Regions from separate parts of the Mus musculus genome. Here region 2 is linked to region 1. Evidence: chromatin contacts called from public HiChIP or PLAC-seq data. All regions are on one chromosome and are shown on one strand. The core of a region is the stretch at or near the end of the contact, and the rest is flanking DNA. Distances in the headings are between cores, read along the strand shown.

Region 1 (4,714 bases), core at 657-3,156:
TTTGAAAGAAAATAGAATTTTTTTCACTAAGCTTTATGTGGGCATATTTTGTAATACATGGATTGACAACAGTACTGAAACTGGGAGATGCAGGAAAATGCTGCACTACCATTCTCCAAGGAGGACACCCCTCTGAGCCTTTGTGCAGTTCACCTGTCAATCTGTCAATCAATCCGCACTACATGCAGAGCACAGAAATCTGGCAATAGCCAGTGTCCAAACAAAGTGCTGGGATAGCGCCAGAGATGCTCAGGCCAGGCATGAGGGCCTACCGCTAATCCCAGCACTTGGGAGGCAGAGGGAGGAAGATCTGGTCTACATACTGACTTTTGGCTGAGCATTTAAGAGTCCTGAACTCCGAATATGCAGACGCTTTTCTGTAAAAGTTTACTGCTGCCAGCTTCGAGGTTCTCATGAAGAGGCCTACTCTGGAGGAAGAGGCCAGGAGATTTCTATGAGATTCTGGCCAGCTGTGTCTACATGGTGAGTTCCAGGCCAGTCAGGGCTACAAAGTAAGACCCTGTCTCAAAAGAAGAAAAAAGAAAAGAAAGAATCAATATGAAAGAAAGATTACGTAGACATTTTAATATTATAAGTGTATTTATACTTTGTTTACTTGGGAAATGGGCCTACAAGAGACCCCGGACATGTGGAAGCCAGAGGACAGGAGTCAGGTTTTGCCATCTACTATGTAGGTTTCAAGGATTGAACTTGTAATACCCCCTTTGGGACCCCCACTCTAGTCTCGGGAGAGAGAGAGCACCCAAAGAAACAGGAGAATCCTTTCTTGTTGTAAACACATGAGGTAGTTTAATGGCGGAGCTCCAGGTCGAAACGTATCTTACACAGGAGACAGTGGATTCGACCCCGAGGCTAGAAAACTAGGGGGTTTTATGGGGTAAAGGGCTTAGTGGAGAATTCAGCAAAGCAACAAACTATTGGCTTATTCAAACATCAGCAGAAAAATTACATGTACGTGCAGGGTGTCAGAGTTCTGTAAGTTATTGACTCAGTTCAGATAGCCCTGATACGTCTTCACATTCCTCTTTATCTTCATGGTCAAGCTGTTCCCAGGAATGTTTTAACTACGGGGCATGCCCGGGTTTGTTTTTCTTTTTTTCTCAGCCCCAGGCAGCCTCTAGGCTCACAAATAACCAGCAATTTCTGAGTACTTTATATGACTTACAGGTCTTGAAATTTTACCTTTCTTTCAAACTCAAGTTATCAGTCTTGGAAGTAAATACCTTTACTCACTGAGCCATCTCATCAGCTCCTCCAGATACATACACAAAAATGAGTTGCTTGCCTTTCATCCCAGCACTCGAGAGACAGAAGTAGACAGATTTCTAGAAGTTTGAGACCAATGTGATCTATATAGCAAGTTCCAGTCTAGCTAGGGCTACATCGTGAGATCTTGTCTCAAAATAAAGTCAAAGAAAACATTAAAATACTCTAGAAAACAGTAGTAATGACATTTTAAGAGAACAATATTCAAAGATAATGTCATAGCCTCAGTTGCTTTTTCAGTTTGAATATAAAAATAAATGAACCAAACCACTTTTGTAATATAAAAGAGATGGAAAAGTTCCTCTTTAAGGGTGAGTCATGGCTAAAATATATGTGGTAAACAATCAGGACAAAAAAACAGTGACCTGAATAAATAAACTTCAATACTCCTCATATCAAATAACAAAGAAGTGGAGAGGCAAGTCTCCCTTTGCTATTAAAGAAGAACATCAAAGTCGCCCAGAGTCTTCCTCTACACAAGTAACGTCTTACTTGTGACGTTCTTGGAATCACTAAATCGACTTCAAACGTTCTTTCCCCTTTCACTTAAACCCTTCTCAGATCTTTTCTTATGCTAATGTGTTCTTGGAATCCTCAAGTAGGGTATTTAGTACAATTTCCCAAGCTAACTCGCCCCACTTTTTAAGAATTCTGTGGAGAATGGCTTGTGAGGTGCAGAGCGAGATAAACCTCTTACAAGGCTACAAAAGAAAAGAGAAAAACAAACAAACAAACAAACAAAAAAAAACAGTGAACTAGGTTAGAAACAAGAACATGGAAATAATAAATGGAGGGAAATAGTATATAAGTAGATGCTACCCAGAAGTGCAGACATTTAAGGTGCGGGACTACGGTCCAAGGAAGCAGGAGCTATGAGGACCAGCTCCGCCAGCTACAGAGTGAGCCCCACTTCAGACAGAATATTAAGTGGGAAGAGAAGGCAGATCAAAAGATAAGTACATGAAGTTCAGATCCTAGCCTGGGAAGCCAGGCAAGGCAACCTTCTTCCCAGACCCTCAAAGTGCCTTATTGAATCCATAAAACACACTGAGGACAGACAAGTTAACAGAAACAGCTGCAGGGGAACCTGCAAATGCGTGGGAATTGCAGAAAGTGTGGAGCCCAGAGAAGTGCCAGATGGCTGGCATTTAAGCAGCATTCTGAGCTACAGCAAGTAAAGGCTCTGTTCTTGCTGCTGGGTGGTGGAGGAAGGCCTGTTGTGGGAGTGGGCACCAAGGCTGATAGAATTACAGTGCAGCAAAGTACCTGGTAGATGGCACAGGGCAACAGAAGACCACGGCATTCCAAAATCCAGAGAAACCCCTTTTGGTGGTTTGCAAAAAATATATGAAAAATATGTCAGGTGTGCTGAGGCCCGCAACCTCAGTGCTTGGGCAACCTAGCCAGGAATTATGAGGCAAGCTACATATTGACCTCAAATCCAGTCTGAGTTACATAGCAAGGACCTGCCTCAAAAGCAATTGTGTGCTGGGGAGGCGTAAAAGAATTCACCCGTGGTAGAAATCAAAATATTATCTGCATAGGAATGACTGAGCCACATTGCCACATTAGCAGACCTGATACAGTTTTTAAAGGAAGAAAAATGTAAAATATTTTCACTTTTCCAAACTCATACCTTGGTATATTTTCACTCAAAAAATAGAGAAAAGATTTGTCTCATGATGAAGGGCACAAGCAACCATGACTAGCATTTCCTACACCCTATTCTAACATTCCTTTCTGAAGATGAACAGGGATAGGCATAGAAAACAACCATGAATGTGTAAAGCATTTACTTCTACAGTCGGAAGCCTATTACTTCTACCTTAGCAGCCAAGGAGGACACTTTATTGCATGAAGATGATCAAGAAGCATTTAATGCGATTCCAATGGCTTTCATATCCGTCACACGATACAGTCTGAGTCACAATCTAAGCAGAACTTCCATGCTGATGGAATGACCCAGGCCACATTTCTTGCTTCAGTCACAAATACACTGGTACTTAACATTCTGTTACCGTGTTACCGTCCTTCCTTGCCGCACTAGCAAAGGGGTTTCATTTCTCCGCAAAGCCGCAAACTACAGATAGGTGATTTCCTAGTGTGTGATTTTTATCACAGTCACCCCTCTCTGAGCACTTCCTGTTACCATCTGTCTCTTTGAGGGCTAGCATGCACTTTTCCTGGCTTATTTCTCATCAGTCTGCTGTCTGGCATTTTCTCTGGCCTTCTGGGATTTTGGAGAGCTGCTCTAGTCTGTTTCACTCTGAGCTGTTCCCACTCTTGTGTGTCCTAATTCTTCCAACTAGTCTGGAATGCCAACCAACAGGCCTGGTTCTCATTCATACAATGTTTGCAACATCTTTACCTCCTGATATTCTCTCTCCCTCCCTCCCTCCCTCCCTCCTCCTCCCCCTCCCTCCCTTCCTCCTCCTCCCCCTCCCCCTTTCTCTCTTTCTTGACAAAGTCTCTGGCTGAATTTGTAGCTCACCCCAGAGATCCTCCTGGTTCTGTCTCTCCAGCAGTAGATTTCTTTGGGTGTTAGGGGTCCAAACTCAGGTCCTCACCACACAGCAAGCACATTACCTACTGAGTCATCTCCCCAACTTGTGTTTTTAAAACATCACCTTCACACTATTCCTCATTAGTTTTAGGAAAGGCTTAGAGAACAAACTCTCAGATCCCTTAGAACTCATGCCCAAGGCTACATATGTCAGCTGCTTGTGAATTTGATCCTTGACGTCTTTCATAACTCTCACTTTCTGAAATACTCTTCGCATAAGAAAACAACCAAAACTGTCAAGTTTTGTTAATACTGAACAGTAGTAAATGATTCATGGTCCACACCTCTCTCGCTTGCTGTAAATTATCTCATAGGTGTTCGCCATATCCTAAGTATGGCTCCAGCAACTGGGAATTCAGTGATTTAGTAGAACAAAAACAAAAACAAAAAACCAAGGGCTGGAAAGATGGCTCAGTGGTTAAGAGTGCTTGCTGCTCTTGTCAAGGACTGGGGTTCAGGTCTCCTGAACCCATATAGTGTGGCTCATATTCACCTGTAACTCCAGCACGGAGAGATCTTAATATCCACTTCTGACCTCCATGGGTAGCATGCATGAATGTGGTATACACACACACACACACACACACACACACACACACACACAGAGGCAAAACTCTCATACACATAAAATAAAATACATAAATCTAAAAAAATCATTTAAAAATACAGAGGAGGTATTAAATTTCTAATAAAGAAGGAACTGAAGTCCTTCATGTGTGTGCATGATGATATATGTGAGTCTATGTGTTTGACCTGTGCGCACATACATACATAGAGGCCAGAGGTCAACATCAGTTATCTTCCAAAGTTGCTCCCTCTCACTTATCTGGAGCTTGCTCATCCAGATAGACTGGCTGGCTGGCA
Region 2 (4,714 bases), core at 887-3,386, 290 kb after region 1:
TAGGAATTGAACTCAGCCAGTGTTCTTAACTGCGGAGTCATCTCTCTAACACTTTCCTGCTACTTTTCATGGGTTTAGGGGATTGAACGAAAGTCATCAGGTCAGGCTTTCAGAGTAAGCACCTTTACCTGCTAAGCCACTCAATGGCCTGACTTTCTATATTCTTAATAAAGAATTAATCAAGGAGGGAGAGGGGGGAGGGGGAGGGGGAGGGGTAGAGGGAGAGGGAGAGGGAAAGAGGGGAGGGGGAGAGGGAGGGAGAGGGAGAGGGAAAGAGGGGGAGGGGGGAGAGGGAGAGGAGAGTGAGAGAGAGGGAGGGATTGTTAAGTGACACATGATCCTGTAAGTATGTAATCTTACACTCATTACATCACACACAAACAGGCACATGCTCAAGCATGCACACACACATTTCACATTGCTGCCTTGCAATCAGAAAGGGGACTAGCTGGGAAAAGAAAGGGAATGAGTGGGAGGGGGCAAGAGAAGGCAACGGGCGCTGTATATAACTAAAATACCTTATACACACACGTATGAGAATGCCATAATGAAACCTGTTATTACATATAATTAACAGACGCCAGTAAATGCTCATTTAAAAGAGTAAAGGCCAGTTAAAAGTGTGCAGTACATAAGGAAATGTCCTTTGAGGATTTCAGGGCTGTTCCTTCCCAGGGTCTGTGGAGAAGCTGGTTGTAGAGAGGAAGGAGCCAACATGATTCAGCTAGCTGTTCCAGGACACGAGGACAGGCATTCTTTCCAATGGACAAGTCTAGTCACTGTCCTTGGGGCCCAGTCTGCTCGGCGTTGATGACATCTTTGCCTTCCAATTCCTCTTCAACCACAGACCTTGAGGACTCTTCCTCAAATCTCTCTTCATTCTTCATGAGATATCTCGTGTAACCCAGGCTTGCCTCTAACGCACTATAAAGCAAAGCCTGGCTTTGATATCACGATTCTCTTGTCTCCTCTAAGACCTGGGACTACAGGTGTGTGCCACCACACCCACTTCCCCAGTTGGATTCTGTGTGTGTGTGTGTGTGTGTGTGTGTGTGTGTGTGTGTGTGTTTAAAACTTGGCCTGCAGAGATGGCTCAGTGCTTAAATGCACTAACCACTCTTCCAAAAAAAACCTGGGTTTGATTCCCAGAACCACTGTCTAACTCCAGTGTCTCATCTGGCCTCCCTGGGCAATAGGCACACACACAGTGCATAGCCACACATGCAAATAAAACACTGAAATGCATAAAATAAAAGCATTTTAAAAATACTTTGTATATAAAACAAAACAACTCATCCGTTGCGATGATGCACACTAGCGATGCCAGATTTCACTGTGTGAAGGCAAGTGGATCAGGAACTGAAGGCCCGTTTCAGTGCACATCAATTTCTAGGTCAGTGTGAGCTACTTGAGACTTTGTTTTAATTTTTACAAAAATGAGGACTGGGCAATGAATGGCTTTTGCTGTCAAGTCCAGGATTCACATAGTGGAAGAACTGACTTAATCTTGGGTCAAGTGTGGCGGCTCATCCGAGCATTCCACTAGGCAACAAAGACAGGCGAATCTCCGAGGGTTCAGTCTGGTCTACATAGTGAGTTCCGGAACACGTAGCGCTATGTAGAGAAACCCTGTCTCATAAAAACAAAACTGAAACCAAAAATAATCAAAGGACAGAAAAAGAAGAGATGGGGAAGGGGAAAACAGAAACAGAATACCTTAAAAAAAAAAAAAAACTACAGAAATTTCCTGTGGAGACATCTGTAAATCGTGTTATAGAAATTGGAATCTATTCTAATTAAGTCCCTCTACAGGTGGAATTGCGATTTTTACTGCGTCTTTTTCCAAACAGAGCTATCTATATTGTTGCAAACAAAAATTGCGCCAACAGAAATAAGTTAATATTCTAAAGAGAAGTAGTTTACTTGGTTTAAATGGTTGCTCGAGAAATTCATCCTTTAATTTCCAAATCTCTGATAAATGGATGAAGCAACAGTTTAGGGGAAACCCCAAAACAACCGCCTGGGCTACACTGCAGCTCAAAGCTGGAGTCTGCAGGGGGGGCCACGCCCCTGGCTGCTGATCGGCTGATCTAGGTGGAGGGGCGTGGCCTTCGGCGGCCGGGGCGGGGCGAGCGCAGAGTGGGTGTGTCCGAGGCGGGGCGCGCAGGTCCTAGTAGGTGCGACTGTCCCGGGCCGTCGGCGCCCGGGCGCTGGTGGAGAGGTCAGGCTGGCGGGGCATCGGCCCGCGACGGCGGGTCATGGCGGCGGCCGGCCGGCTGGAGGACGTGAGTGAGGCGCCGAGCCCTGTCCCCGCCATTCGGCTTCCTGTGCTGGGCTCAGGGGGCGGAGACTGCGGGCTAGGAGCTAACCAGAGCCGCAGCGGCTCGACCATCGGGGACGCAGGGTGCGGGGTGACGCGACGGGCGGGGACCGCGGACCCCGGGAACGTCTTCCTGAACGATCGGAGGGACACGGCAGGGTGGGCGTGCGGGACCCTTCACTCGGCGGCTCACGTGCAGTGCGCGTCTTTGGTTCCGGAAATGGGAGCTTCACGTGATGCGAGCTGGCTTGATCTGTCCTTCCTGGGAGAGACTGACAGGCGGGCTTGCAAGCCCGGGTGACCCGGCTTCTGTGGGCCCTCCTGCGTTGGTCGGAGAGCACCCGGAACTTGGAGTGACTCTAACCTCCAGCATCCCTCGGGCGGACTTGTAGCTCTCATCTCCCGGAAACGCAGATTGGCGCATAACAGTTATCATGTGCTGTTTTGAATGTAGGCATGATAGGAACAGTGCTTGGTTGCTTTAAAAAAAAAAAGTATTCGGTTGCCCAGTTCATGATGTAGCCATTATAGAATAATACAGTTGCAAAAATCTTGAGTTTGCAAGCTCATTAAGACACTGATTTATTTGAAATTGGGTGTGGGGCGGGGGAAACACTTTGGGAGGAAACATGCGTTTGTTTCCAGAACAAACTGTTTTGTCCAGTGGCATAATACAATTCCTGCCCTTGAGAAATGCAAGGCTGACATTATCTTAGCACAGTGACCTGAGCTAATAACTAATAAAAACATTATCATGGTCTTAGTATAAAAGTACATCAAAATAATAATAATAATAATGATAATAATAATAATAATTAATAATAGCAAGGTTCCAGAACTGTAAGGGCTTAGATTCTTGTGTGTTTGGGTCCTGCAGTCATTTATTTATTTATTTGTTTATTTAAGACTTGCTATGTAGCCCTAGCTGGCCTGGTACTCATTATATAGCCTAACCTGGCCTCAGATTTGCCTATCTTCCCTGACTCAACCCATTTTAATGCTAGGATGATGTAGCTAGTTACATTTTCTTGATGAAATATGTTTCTAACAGCAGGACTAATCTAGTTATTTTTCAACTGAGAAAATGGGAAAGCAACTACTACTTGGAAACTTAATACTTAGGCCTCTCATGGAGGGCAGTCTTGTAGCTGCCCTAACCAGACTAATCCTGGCACTATGTCATGCCATATGGCCACCTCTACCTCTCTGCTCAGCTCTGGTCCTGTTTACCCCCTTGTCTGCTGGCTGAATCCCTCACCTCTGATTTCTTCTCCCAGAATCCCTTTCTCTCCTGGAAAAGCCACCCTCCACTTCCTGCCTAGCTCTTGTCTCTCCTCTCCTTATTACAGCCAATCAGATACGATTCTAGATCAGATGGGGAGAATGAATATTTACAAAATAGAAACCCAGTAATGGGCTGTAGAAATGGCAAGACCAGGATTCTGCCAGCATTTAGCTCTCTGCTGGTCCAGAATTAGCAATTGGAAACACAGAGACACACCTTCACAGAATGTACCCCAACTTGAATATGCTGCTGTTTCCTTACCTGAGATCTGTCGTCTACAAACGGCCTTTTGTTGTATGACTACCATCAGACCAAGAGAGGGAGAGGGGAAATATTTAAAGATATTCCCACATGGATTTTTGTTTTTTGTTTTTTTGTTTTTTTTTTTACAGGCTCATACTAGGTAACTCAGGCTAGCCCCTGGCTTACAGTAATCCTCCTCCTGAAGCCTCCTACATGCTGGGATTATAAACAGCACATGCCACTATACCTGGGTCCCAGTAAGGCTTAATACAGCATAGACATCAAGTCCCCAAAGGAAGCAGTTACTGGGGGAAGAAAATGAAGAGACAGTATTGAGGTCAAAACAATAGCTGAGTTCTTTGGTAGTAACTCACTCGATCATAAGTCATGGCAATGGGTTGGGCGAACGTGGTAGAGTTCTTGCTCGTTTAGCATCCACACAACCCTGAGCTCAGTCTTTAGCACCACATAAACCAGGCATGGTAGCACACACCTGTGGTCCCAGCACTGAGGAAGTAAGGGGAGGGAATCTTAAATTCAAGGTCACCCTTGGCCTTAGGGAGTTACAGACCAAAATAGAGGAAGTGAAGGAATGATTTGAGGTTCTGGGGATGTAGTTCAGTGTTAGAGCAGTTGTGTAACACACATGAGGTCCTAGGTGTGGGGTGGGGGGAGACTTGTAAGAAGATAGAAAAGTTGATTGATGAATTGATTGAAAATGATTCAAGCCAGGCAGTGGTGGCTCACTCTTTAATCTCGGCACTCAGGAACTAGAGGCAAGTGGATCTCTGAGTTGGAGACTAGCCTGGTCTACTTAGTGAGTTCTACAGTAGCCAGGGTGACAGAGACACCTTGTCTTGGGGAAA

The links. HiChIP or PLAC-seq counts read pairs in DNA pulled down with a chosen protein or histone mark.
Region 2: an H3K4me3 HiChIP or PLAC-seq map of stem cell-derived neural progenitor cells shows a contact between it and region 1, with 2.9 times the contacts expected there. The contact joins the promoter of Tmem192 here to the enhancer-like site in region 1. A contact is called at or near these places in 5 of 39 promoter capture datasets (the 3T3-L1 cell line, cranial neural crest, embryonic stem cells and 2 more), 1 of 15 datasets of contacts at CTCF or cohesin (the NIH/3T3 cell line), 1 of 484 Hi-C or Micro-C datasets (cerebral cortex) and 11 of 115 datasets of contacts at active chromatin or transcription factors (the 230-238 cell line, bone marrow-derived macrophages, embryonic basal ganglia and 5 more).

Annotation. Positions count from the first base shown.
Region 1 is chr8:64,655,850-64,660,563 of GRCm38.p6, forward strand. All of the region lies in intron 1 of Cpe (carboxypeptidase E), which reads right to left. Among named protein-coding and RNA genes, the nearest start is that of Cpe, 35 kb to the right of the region's middle. Within about 2 kb of position 1,907, at least 40 of the 459 cell types and tissues checked have an H3K27ac peak or open chromatin away from gene starts, as enhancers often do. A contact at or near this core is called in cerebral cortex, embryonic basal ganglia, embryonic forebrain and 2 more, where this site is marked.
Region 2 is chr8:64,945,049-64,949,762 of GRCm38.p6, forward strand. It overlaps Tmem192 (transmembrane protein 192), which reads left to right and starts at 2,137. Exons shown (of 6, transcript NM_028427.3): 1 at 2,137-2,285. The coding sequence starts at 2,259.